Regions from separate parts of the Mus musculus genome. Here region 1 is linked to region 2. Evidence: chromatin contacts called from public promoter capture Hi-C data. All regions are on one chromosome and are shown on one strand. Each heading gives the region's core, a stretch centred on a gene start, on an enhancer-like site or on the middle of the called end of the contact. The rest is flanking DNA. Distances are from core to core; before and after follow the strand shown. Region 1 holds the start of Cep44 (centrosomal protein 44). Region 2 holds the start of Neil3 (nei like 3 (E. coli)).

What was found. Promoter capture Hi-C pulls out the DNA fragments that hold promoters and counts their contacts.
Region 1: a contact with region 2 is called in a promoter capture Hi-C map of pre-B cells. The contact joins the promoter of Cep44 here to the promoter of Neil3 in region 2. A contact is called at or near these places in 3 of 39 promoter capture datasets (hematopoietic stem and progenitor cells, liver and pre-B cells), 1 of 115 datasets of contacts at active chromatin or transcription factors (large pre-B cells) and 1 of 9 other capture datasets (adipose tissue).

What each region holds. Positions count from the first base shown.
Region 1 is chr8:56,547,037-56,553,740 of GRCm38.p6, reverse strand. It overlaps Cep44 (centrosomal protein 44), which reads left to right and starts at 3,175. Exons shown (of 11, transcript NM_001009951.1): 1 at 3,175-3,196; 2 at 6,217-6,353. The coding sequence starts at 6,265. Fbxo8 (F-box protein 8) reads right to left here and starts at 2,587. Exons shown (of 6, transcript NM_015791.4): 1 at 2,365-2,587.
Region 2 is chr8:53,635,581-53,641,907 of GRCm38.p6, reverse strand. Neil3 (nei like 3 (E. coli)) reads left to right here and starts at 2,843. Exons shown (of 10, transcript NM_146208.2): 1 at 2,843-3,152. The coding sequence starts at 2,997.

The DNA of each region.
Region 1 (6,704 bases), core at 1,926-4,425, 2.9 Mb before region 2:
TTAATTCCCTCTCTCTCCCTTATCAATGTCCCTACTAAAACTGTATTAAATTTATTTTTAATAAACCTTGCTTTATAAGTCTCATCCTAAGTTTCGCTGCTGCTGCTGGTTTGCAGCAAGGTAAAATATTCTGGCTTCAGCTGAGTAGAGGTCTCTAAGGAGTACACCTTGGACTGATATACACAACAACATGGAGTATAGCCTATTCTGTAACCCACTACCACTCACACTTGCCATGTAAATCCTTTTTTAAAAAAATCAAAGCACATTTCCAAAGCACACTTTTCCCACCCCTATTTGATCATATGGGTTTAACAGAAATTTTCCACTGATCTGCATTTTATCTATAACCAGCCCTAGCCTTTTCCTAACTGCTTTCCTTCTCAAAAGCTATCTTCCATACATTTATTTTGACCCAATTTCAGCTATGTAAAAGGGTAAAAGATAACCTCAAACACTCTTTTCAGATTCTCTACCCTTCAGGCAATATTAAATAATATTCTTTAGGATAATTAATATAAAATATTTCTAAATTATTTTTCTGGAGGAGCTGATACTAGTATAATTCACATGTTACTTCAAAATCAGGCTTTTTTTTTTCCTTGTCAGAATTAAATTCTTTTGGACATACTTTGGCTAAGATATTCTTATGTAGTGATTACTTTTAACTGCTAAAAGTTATCAGGCACGGAATTTGTTCCAGGTGCCTCTAAAATGGCTTCCATCGATTTTGCCTCCTGTGTTATCTATCCTCTGCCTCTCTAATGTGGGTTGGGTTAAAGACTCTTAACAAACACACTATGATAGCAGTGATAGGATATCACTTCTAAGATTAGATTATAAAATATAGTTATCTTCCCTCAGTTGGATGCTTTCTCCCAGCTTGTCTGTTGTAGGGGAAATCAACAGCCATACTATACTCTAAGGGGGTTTTCTGAAGAAAACCCACTTAGCGGAGAATCTAGGGCAGCTGGCAACTATGTGCATGCACTTGGAAGTGCACCCTTAGTCCATCTCAGTGCAGTCTCTCAATAGTATCACAAGTCCCAAACACAGCCTAACTACGACCTCAAGAAACAAGCTGAACTACTCTGTTGAACGTTGCCCTGATACTTGACTCAAAGAAACCAAGATAGTACATGTTTGTTGTTTTAAGCTGCATTAAATTTGGGGATAATCATAAACCAGCAATATGAAACTAATGACGATACTTAGGTAATTGTTAATTTAGAAAAACTGTATAAGCAAGAAGTTTCTGAATTAACCTGAAAATAATAAATTTATTTATTGTTCATTCTGAGACCTGCTCTACATTGTAAAAACAAAACAAAAACAAAAACAACAACAACAACAACAAAAACCTTTCACAAAGGTAGCCGGAAGCTCTTCTCGTCGGAGTGAAAGTGCCAAAGTCCAAAGAACCAAAGCAAAGAGAAGAGTACTTAGTGACCTGTTGCAAAACCATACTTCCAAGCCTTTGGAAGGCCAAGAAAAAGGATTGCTAGCTAGGGACAGTCGGGGCTACACAGTGAATTCTGAGCCAGCCTGGAGTACACAGGAGACCTTGTCTCAAAATACAAACAAAAACGGAGTGCAAACACTGACATGAACAACAGTTTGTATTCAATTGCAGTATTGAGGGTAATGAAGAGAATATGGCGCGCGCGCGGGGTGGGGGTCTTTACAAATAAATGTCTCATTTATAAATTAAGTAGTCACAATTATTAATTAGTAAATACAGAACGAAAAATAAACCAGAAATATATCGAGTAAGAATTGCAAACTTCTATGGTTTTTGTCTAGACAATGTGTACTGAGTAATACGATGTGGAAAGTGGAGCGTAGCCACAGAAAAACAAAACGAAAAGGAAAGTGTTGAACCAATTTTACAGTCTGTTTGGAGACTGTAGCAACTAGCAATCAGCGGAGGTCTTAAACTGGATATGTTTGAATTCGTATTAAGGGGACGCCGTAAGAAATGAAGCGTGCCTTGGCATCGAACGACGCTGTAACCACCACAAAAGCAATACGTGAAACTGAAGAAAGTAACCTCCACCGTTTGTCATCTTTCAAGAGGGACGACACCACGTCGCTACCGCGAGTCCCAAATCGACCTCTATACCAATGGCCTAGAAACAGAAGAGACTCACACCCGCCTCTCGATTCTGATACACCATTTTAATAAGCCACCGCTGCTGTCACTCAAAATGTCTCACAGTACCCATTGGTCCTAAACTGTTGCTTGCTGGGCCAGGGCTATCAAGTGGCAAGCATCCCTACCCCTCACTTCGGAGGAGAAAAGTGAGAGCGTCCGGGCGGGCGGAAGAAGCAAGGCATTGGAAGCCTCTGTGCCGACGCGAGTACCTGAGCGACCTGGGATCTCCACCGCCGCCGCGACGACTCGGCCTGTGGGCGGGGGCTGTCAGCCGAGAAGAAAATGGCTCAGCCGGGAACTGGTGCCCAAGCCATGGAGAGGCCTGTCCAGAGCGCACGTGTTCGCGCTGGAGAACACGATGGCTGCGAGGGAACCAGAAGCCGCCCCAGACTCCCGCGAAGTCACAGCACCTCTGCCTGCAGAAGCCCGAGTGGCGGACCTTGCAAGGTTTTGACGTTTCCTATTGTTGCCGGAAGTGACGTCGAGGAGCGGCTCCTTAAAGGAAAAAGATTTCCGTTTTCCTCATTCAGATTCGCCAAAAAGTCTTTACTTTTCCGCTTCTCATTCTGAACTGCTTTGGCCATCAAAATTATGCTAATTTGAAATGTGACATTCAATAAAAGACATGTAATTGATAAGACTTTAACGACAGTAGAGTATCCTGAAGAAGCTGCGCGAACGGAGTGTGGAATCTGCATCTAGGAATGCCAGCATTTGGGGCAGCCTCTGGCTCGGAATGTTTAGCCGCTGTTCGAACTCTCGGCTCGAACTCTGAGTTCTAAAAACAAACCGTCGGCACGAGGGGCGACCCGAGGCGCGGGCGTAAGGCTCTGGGGCTGCAGACCCGGTTCCCGCCACGTTCTCGGGTTTCTAGTGCTCCCTTCTTCTTTCTGTGTTGGTACGGTAGCCTTGGGAACCTTTCAGTTTGCTTAGGGGCTGCTGGCTGAGCCAGAGCTCGTGGACCTGCTGTGCTCTGGCTTGGACGAAGGTGGCCCTTCTGCTGTCCTCACCGAGGTTCCTGGGTTGTAGGCGAATGATCAGGTCTACCTTTTCATCCCTTTAAATTTAGAGGCAGAAAGGGAATTCGAGATGGGACTTGCTTGTGTACCAGCTGGTATGGTTTTGGAAGGCATCAAGTAGAATGAATCGGAGTCTGCCCTCTTTGAATTGTTTTGTAGATGCCTTTAAGTTTCTTTCCGTCAAAAATACATCTAGCTTCAAAAGACTGTCCGGAATAGAAAAAGTACTCCTTCCTTCGTGTTCTCTTTGTTTTCATCTTCATGGTGTCTCCCCCCCCCCAAAAAAAAAAAAAAAAAAGAATTCTCCATCTACTTTGAGGCCTATGATTGCTCTGTATGAAAAGAAAACTAATTTTAACATATGTATTCTAGACTTACTGCTACACTAGACTGTTTTACAGAATTATTTGCAAGCATTTTAACAATGTTTTATGCGTGAACACAGCGGTTCCCTCATCGGATCTTACAACAGCATTTTCCTAGTATCTATTACGGAGAGATTTTGTAAGTTTAGTTTCTACAGATTTGTATCCCTTTATCTTAAAGTTTGTCTTTTAGATATGTCAAGCGGAATTTCAAAATCCTAGCTATCCACTGTGATTATTAAAGGCTAGTTACTTTATCCTGGGCAAAATGATTTTGGAGTCCTGTGACATGTTTTTAAAGACCTGTAGCAGCTACGAAATTGAGCTGGGTTTGAAACAAAGTATCTTAAACTGCAAAGCTGGGGGACTAGCTCAGTGGTAGAGCCATTGGGTATGCCAAGATCCTGAGATCGGTTCCGTTCCCCACCAAAGCCATCTTGTGCGGTGCTCACAATGTCTTCCAGCAATTCGGTTGGTGGATTTGATTTGTTCCTAACTCTTCAGAAAGCTAGGTAGACCAGTGAGACCTTAATGATTGAATCTGTATATGGTCTTCATTTAATATCCTGTGATAAGTAATATAAAGTGAAAATGCTAATTTTTAAGTAACAGTTTAATTTTATCTCAGATTAATTATGGTCAAGTGTAAAGTATGTTTCAGTACTTGATTAGCTTCAATTCATAGTAATAATTTTAGTATTTACTAATTAAAAAACACTAGGAAAGCCTTTCTTGAAAACATACTTCTATGATCTTGTTTTTTTAAAAATACCTTTATGTTTTTCTCTTCTGTCATATCTTTTCCCTCCACCTACAGATACAAGCTGTACTTGAATCTTACTCTTCTTTAAAATGTTTATTGTGCTGGTAATGAAGAGGATGTGTTCCTGGGGCATACTTTAGTGTCCGAAATTTCATTACCAGAAGTAGAAATAATGTAAAGATAAATGCCTTCTATGATACCAGCAAAAGAAAAGGTAGCACCGAGTATTGGATAAAATTGCATGTCCTGGGAAGATAGGATATGTACAAAACTAACAATTGTGTTGTCAGATGGGTCTGGAAACTAAAACAAGATCAGACCTGCAATCTTAAATCCCAGGCACAGTGTTTGTAGTTACAGCAGAGGCTAGAGTAGTTCCCCTGTCACCTTTCTTAGGCAATAAAGGTTGGTCTGGGAAGTCTGTCTTAACATATCTGTATGTCTTTCTAGCCCCGGCATCTGGAAAGATGGGAAATAAGCCTTACTGTTTTGACCAGTATGTTGTATAATTTAATTTTAGGATTTCTTTCCCCGTCCCCCCCCTAAAATCCTCATTGTCTAAATATCTTACTATTTAGTAGGTAATTTGGTGTTTCAAACATGCTGACCATAGCATCAGTGCAAGGATACTTAAAGTACATTCAGCAGCTCGCTCCGCAGGAGCAGACTGCGAATGGGGTGCTATGCCACGGACATGGAATAGGTGCCCAAGTCTAGAGAAATGGCCACAGAAGTGATGGTGGCCCAGGCTTAGAATTCTGCACATTGCCAGCTTTATATACTTCTCCTGACCTATACAGACGCAGAGGTGTCTGGGCAGGGGTGATTATATGTCAATCGTTGCTGAAATACAGCCCATGAACAAAAACCCCTAAGTATAGTTCATCTAATTCTTGAATTGTTCTTTTTTTCTTTTTCTCTTTCTTTCTTTCTTTCTTTCTTTCTTTCTTTCTTTCTTTCTTTCTCAGTGATTTCATTTTAAAGGAGCTTCAGTTTCAGAGAATCTCTTTTCTCCAGGAACTCTTGTCATTTTCTTGAGCAAGATATTAGTGAACTATGAGTTTGGTTTGGTTTTTAATATAAGCATCTCTAATTGGCAACTACATGAAATCCAAACCCTGGGGATAATAACTTAAATCTGTGCTAAATTTATCTTCATTTTTTGGTTTATACTATGTAGGTTTTATAAGCATTCAGGGTAATTAATGATAGCGGCCATTTCAACTTGATATTTTTTTCCAAATGGTACCAGCTATGATTTGAAGGTTAAGTGTCCTCCATAGGCTCATATGTTTGATAACTTGGTTTCCAGCTTGGAGTGCTAATTTGACAGGTTGTGCAATCTTAGGGAGGTGGGACTTAGCTAGAGGAAGTTGCTTGGGGAGTGAAAATGCCTTAAGATGGTAGGTAGCCTGATACCAGTTCTCGGCTGTCCTTCCTCTGGTCTGGGGTAATGTAGGCTAGCAGCTACTGTGCATTCCTGCCACCTTGTGCTGCTTGTCACCATGTCATGATGGCTTCTACACTGTGAGGATCCATAGCCCCTCAGGCATTGAGCCAATAAGTCTCCTTTTCACTGAGTAAAGATTATAGTCCATTATCATTCAAGGTAAAACATTTGGGAGAGTGCTAGATGAAGTACATTGGAAGAACATAAATACAAGACATACTTATGTGTTTTGAAAGGAAAAAGTAGAGGATGAGGTTGAAGCCAAGTTTGCACTTAGGGTTGAGAGTTGGCACAAGGCAGTAAGCCCTTAACCTGCCACAGAAGTGCTAAGTTCTGAGGAGTGGAAGTAGGTGGTGTGACCTGCTGGGGAGACATACAGAGTAGATGAAGGAGATGTGTGCACAGTAGAGCAGAGCAGCTTCCCAAAGTTCACTGTTCACCAGACTTCATCATTTCGTTTTTAGATGAGAGGCTGTAAGATTATTTGAGAGTTGGAGCTGAATCGGAATATAATGGCAACAGGTGACTTAAAGAGAAGCTTGCGGAAGCTAGAACAAGTGCTTCGGTCACTGAATTACCCCAATGAGGTGGATTATGTCGGGTAAGCCGCAATGCATTTGATATTTGAAACGTACTGGTGGTTTTCTTTTCTTTCTTTCTTTCTTTTTTTTTTCCCTTTGGTTTTTCGAGACAGGGTTTCTCTGTGTAGCCCAGGCTATCCTGGAACTCACTCTGTAGACCAGGCTGACCTCAAACTCAGAAATCCACCTGCCTCTGCCTCCCTAGTGCTGGGATTAAAGGCGTGCGCCACCACTGCCTGGCTAGTTTTTTTTTTTTTTATTATTATTATTATTTTACAAAACGTTCGAGATACATATGACATGATGAAACTAATAATTCTTTTTAATGGACCCTATTTAAATTCACTTTTGGGCTAACAGCTTGGTACAGG
Region 2 (6,327 bases), core at 1,594-4,093:
GGAAGGTTTTAAAACAGTAAAAAGGAAACCATTAGAGTATTCCCAGGCATTTATGGTGAATGAATGTAACACTAAAGAGGACTTAAGGCAGCATCATTAACAGACTGGGGCCAATCTGGGCGATATATTACAGTCCCATTTCAGAAAAATAGATGGTTACTATTGTCAGCTTGACAAGATTTAGAGTGGCCCATGAGATAAGCCTTTTGAAATACCTGGTGATTTTTTTTTCTTTCAATTAGGTTTTTTGACCATACATGTACACAATATCTTCCAGTGGCCCAGATATAGGAAAGTCCAAGAGACAAGCTTTTGCTTGTTTACAGCTTGCTTTTAGGTCTTGTTCATCTACTAAAACACTGTCATTGCCACTGCTGCTGCTGAAGTGACATTATCTTCATTGACATCAGAACCCAGCTTCTTTGGGCTCTGAATTCAGACTCTAAACCAGTGACTCTCTCCAGGTCTTCAGTGTCAGATTAGGACTGCTGAAATATCTGGCCTCATGTGGTCTGAGAAACTAAAGGGCTCTTGGTCTCTCCAGTGTGAAGGCAGCTATTGCTGGATTACAATAGGGGGAGGGGGGTGTTTCATTCTGAATTGTGTAAGCCAATTTAATCAATTCGCTTTTGATATAGGTGCACTATTGGTTCTAGTCCTCTGACTAGATAGATAGGTAGGTAGGTAGATAGATAGATAGATAGATAGATAGATAGTTGATAGATAGACATATAGGTGGATAAAACTTTGGAATTACTACAAAAAAGAAGACACAGGAAGCAAAAAGTCTATTCTAGGAAAAGAAAATGGAACTAAATTCCTGGAATTTACAGAGTTTTTCCAAAATTCAGAATAATAAGCAATATTTATACAAAAGCATCTCCATCAATTTTTTTGGAAGCAAAATACAAAATATGTAGGACTAGATATTTATAAAGAATCTTAAACTTACCTGACACTTCTGGGGGTATAGACCAGATGACTATATCAAGTGAGGGATTCCTTCTATATCGTAACACAAATGATGAGATTACATATTTGACACATATAAAGGTAGGAAGAAAAATTTAGTAAAGATATCAGGCTCAATGATAATAATTAGTATTCTAATATCTTCTAAACCTACTTTGTGTGTGTGTGTGTGTGTGTGTGTGTGTGTATGTGTGTATCTGAGGACTAGTTTGTTCCACAGTGCAACAGTCACATGTGCAGATCAGAGGACACCTTATAGGAGTTGATTTTCCTAGGTAGGTTTGAGGCATGGAATTGAGGTCAGCAGGCTTGGTGGCAAGTGCCTTTACTCTCTGAGACATCATGTTGAGCCAATGTCTTAGGGTTTTATTGCTGTGAAAATGCACGACAGAGGCAACTCTTACAAGGGAAAATGTTTAATTGGAGCAGGCTTACAGTTTCAGAGGTTCAGTCCATGATGATTCATATCGGGAAGCATGGCAGGTGTGCAAGCATATATAGTGTCGGAGGAGCCAAGAGTTCTAAATCTTGATCTGAAGGCAGTCAAGTAGGAGACTGGATGTGTTTCACACCGGGCGTAGGTTGAGCATTTGAAACCTCTAAACGCCTACTCCACAGTGACAGACTTTCTCCAGTAAGACTACATCTCCTCCATCAAGGCCATACCTCCTAATAATGCTACTCCATCCAGGACTATGGGAGATGTTTTTATCGAAAACATCACAAAATCCCAGTCATTTAAATGTTGCAAGTAGATTTTAGAGCGGGCAGTGGTGGCACATGCCTTTAATCCCAGCACTTGGGAGACAGAGGCAGGCAGATTTCTGAGTTCAAGGCCAGTCTGGTCTACAGAGTGAGTTCCAGGACAGTCAGGTCTATACAGAGAAACCGTCTCCAAAAAAAAAAAAAAAAAAAAAAAAGCCAAACAAACAAACAAAGAATTACTGCAAGAATTACTGTTCACACGGAAGTTGTTACTACTTAACAGTAATTACTGTTATGAATTATAATGTAAATATTTGTGTTTTCCAATGATCTTAAGTGACCCCTGTGAAAGCATCATTTGACTCCCGCAAAGGGATTGTAACTCACAGGTTACAACAGCTGCTAGGTAATAAGTTGTATTGCAATTGTGTTCTTCCTCTGGTGTGATCTGCAATCACACCTAGAGCACAGCTAAGCAGGTCTATGGCCAGAACTATAAGACCTCTTGCTACCAGCCCATGTAAATGAACCTCTTGAAAGAGGATCCCCTAGCTACAACCAAACCTACCTTGTAACTTTTAGAGAACTGGGGAGCCAGAACCACCCAGCTGGACTTTGCCAACTTCTAACTCACAGAAATTTCTAAATAATAAATGATGTCATTCTTTAGATAGCAATAAACAATACAGAGGTGAAAGGGAAAGGGCTATTTCAGACTTTTCTCCATCAAAGGACAGAGATCAGAAATGAATTTTAGTTAACAGAATATAGAGTCCAGACAGTCCCGAGTCTGATGTAGACAAATGTAACCATTCATCATCCTACACTGGAAAGCCAACTAGACAAATCTCCACATTTAGTTTTCCACTTTTACTTCAGTACAGTGCTGGGCTTTTATGAAACCGCAAACTTGACGTTGTTTTAATGTGATCGATTTCAGCTCAAAAAGTATGGGCTGAGTAGTTCGAACGTAGTTTTTAGTCTTCAACTCCCAGTTTCCTGAGTTTTTACACTGAGCCGGGTTCTGTGACTCCTTTCACTGTGCACTGGCTCAGGAAATACCGATGACACAAGTGTGAGACCTGCAGAGCCCTGAGTTCTGTGGGCTGCCTGGATCCCAGAGCAGAGTCCGCACCACCTAGGCGTGGCCTGGCCGCAGATGGGCGGGGTTTGCTGGTGGGCAAGCCTAGGCTGGGCGGGGCGGGGCGCGCGGGAGATTTGAACTTCCCGCCCAGTGTGGGTCAGCAGGAAAGTGAAGTTGCCTGGTTGTTTTCCAGTCAGGCCTTGCAACTAGCAGGGGTTCCGGGCGGGCTACAGAGATGGTGGAAGGGCCAGGGTGTACACTGAATGGAGAGAAGATCCGGGCACGAGTGCTACCGGGGCAGGCGGTGACTGGTGTGCGGGGCACAGCTCTGCAGAGCCTCCTGGGCCCTGCCATGTCCCCTGCCGCCTCCCTGGCTGATGTCGCTACCTCGGTAAGTCAGTCCTGTGTCCTGCTTGGAAGCTGCAGCGGGAAGTGGAGTAAAAACACCACCCAGGTTCTGGGATCCCCAATCTACTCTGGTTCCCAAGACCTAGAGCCTGTGTTTCCCGACATTTATTTAACCTGAGAAGTGAGTCTTAGCTCTAGCAGCTGTCTAACAGTGCCAGTGCTAGATCCACCGAAGGCGTTTTGTTCCAACCCTGTTAACAGGCAGTCAGCAAAAGATGCTTTCTGCTGTTTACCGTCTACATTCACTGACGTTATCATCGGATTTGTGCGAAGTCTGGTATGTTTTTCTTTCCACGTTGTAAGACTGAACTCGTAACATAGACTTTTAGCCCTTTTCCAGCCCCAAATTCTGCAGTTGATCAGTAGTATATAATTCTAACGTTGCACATGGAAAATTTAGCACGAACATCTCACTCAGCTGAATATTGCCATCTAATGAAGGGGCAGTAAAAGCTAGTTCTGGTTTCCTTAAGTGAATTTATTTCTTTTGAAAGCAAATCGTAGCACAGTTTGCCACTCAGGCATACATTGCTGATGGCTGGATAGTCATTTGGTAAGAACTTAGAACTATACTAAAAATATTCTGATTAAACGACCAGGCTTTTAAGGCCCTTTAGATGTGTGGTTAATTGTATTTCATGGATACATGCAATATTGTGCTGTTCTTCAATTTCTCCTGCAAAGCTCCCTCATAGCCTTTGGTCTAGGAAAGAAGTTGTCTGTTATGCAATTAGCATATGCTCCCAACTTGAAAGAAACAAGGAAGATGTATTTTCAAGCTGAGGGAGGAAAAAAAAAAAGGTTTGGATCTTTTAACAGTTATGCTTTTATTTATTTTGACTTGGTGTGTCAACAAGTGCTCTGTACTTTTTAAAAAATTATGTTTCTCGAAATTATTTCAGAGTACTATAGAGATCTATGCTAATGGTTTCTCTAAAGTATTAGTTTTGACGAAGATCACTCATTCAGCAAAATTTTGCATACTCTCAAAGTACAGGAGGGTGAAAATACATTTGTCTTTATGTTGTAGCTGGGAAAATACATGGCCATTCAGTAAAGGGTAACACAGTGAAGTACAAAGTGGTAAGTTCTCAGAAGTGTGTGGTTCTCTCTTAGGACATACAGAGAGGCCAGGGAAGTCTCCCTATGGTGGTAACAGAGCTGATGTGTAAAGGGGGCATAAGAGATTCAGAGTTCCTGAGATGAAAGTGGCCCATATAGGCAGAAGAATGGTGTTCAAGGGCCTGAAAAATAAACCAGTGTGTATGTAAAGGAAGGAGATCCGAAGATGGCCTGATATTAAAGCTGATGGGAAGATTGTAAAGAACTCCATATACCACAATTGGGACTTTTCAGAGCTGGGTTTTATTTTTGTGCGTATTGTTGTGTGACTGAATGTTGTTGTGTGTGTTACAGCACATGTGAAAGTCAGGACAACTTTTTCTTCTACTCTGTGTGGGTTCCAGGGACCCATATCTTCCGCCTTAGTGTCAAGTGCCTTTGCCTGCTGAGTCGTCTCCAATGGGTCACCTTCCAGGCTTTATCTTGGGCATCATTAGAAACCTTGAATGGTAGTCAAGATTTATTTACAGTTTGGCTAGAACACTGCATATCAAAGAAGAAAACATGAGAGGAAATCTCAAGAAGGTATTGCAGTGACCCAGGTGAGGAGCTTAGGCTCAGCTGCTGGTGGTAGAAATCAGGTGAAGTCAGCCTGCCACTATTTTAGAAATAAATGCTATTGTACTGAGCACTGCGTAAGATCTGAACATCCTCATTGATGCCATGATTTATGTCATTCAACAGTAATGTTGTGTGATAAACACTTTGCTGGTTACTGGTAAAATAAAACCTGTTTTATCTATAAAAGTTTATTCATGGAAAGTTACTATTTATAAAAATAAGATTCCCGTTGCAAGAAACCAAGATTATGTTTTACATAGTCACCTTATTGGCATTTAGAGAAAATAGTATTAATCATTCATTTTAAATTTATTTTAATTATTTTGTGACAAAACGTGAAGTACAGTTAGTCATGAGAAAGAATAATTCCACAATAAAGATCAACCTAATGCTACCAGAAAAGGAGCGTTGGGCTCAAGGTGAATTTAAATCAGTTGAGCACTGTCGCTTGTAGTAAGGTGTTGGGCCAAGGTTTGATCTCCCTTCAGACTTTTATGTATCTGATAGCTACTCTAAAAGTAATAAAAGATTCAGTAATGGAGTGGTTACTGCTTTGTATACCATAAGCCCTATATGTGATAGCGATCCTTATTAACTAAAGAAGTATGACCTTGGGTTTTGGCGGTGTCCTCCACCATTTAAATTTTGTTCACTACAGTCAATTATCTGCTCTGATAATTCTCTTCATTTCTGTGTTCAGATGGCACCAAAGAGTGCATCTAGATAGCCTCATGTAAGTGCTTTATTAATGGTTGAGCAATGATTAGATTCACTTGGCAACACTATACTCACTAAGCTATATTCCACAAATAAATAGCCCTGCATCTAAAGCTATTATGGATAATGCCTTAATAGAAGGAGGAACTAATTATTGGAATAGAGCTGTGTGATTAGAAGGAAGGATCTGCTTCCATTGACATTGGATTGAAAATCAATATGGCATTAATAATGTGGCTTTCAGTAGAATTCTAAATACTCTGTTGTGGCTTGATTTTCTGGGCCTTTGATCTAAAAAGCATAATAATAACCCTTATAAATACCAACAGCCTTTTGCCTTTGAGAGCAATGTTGGATCCATATTAAATTTCATTAAAATATGGACCATTGTCACAAACTTCTGGCAAGATCATTATTGTAACAGATGATCCCTGGTTTCTTAGGCATATTTGCCAAAGAACTAAAGCTATTTAATGTTTCTACTACTGGCTTGAAATGATTAGTTTTCTCAAAGCAGCATTTAAAAATAATTGCATACTGTATTCTTTACAGTGTAATAAATATGAAAAATAACAAAGGAGAGCTAAAGAAATATTAAGTGGCCACTTAAAATAAAAGATTCAAACTTCAGATAATCATTATTCCAAAAACCAACATAAAATATCTTACCTCGGGAGCTACTGGCAGAGTGAACTACTTAGTCTGTTTATCATATGGCATTTCTCTTTGTTCTAGTTTAGAGCCCATAGAAAAGTCAC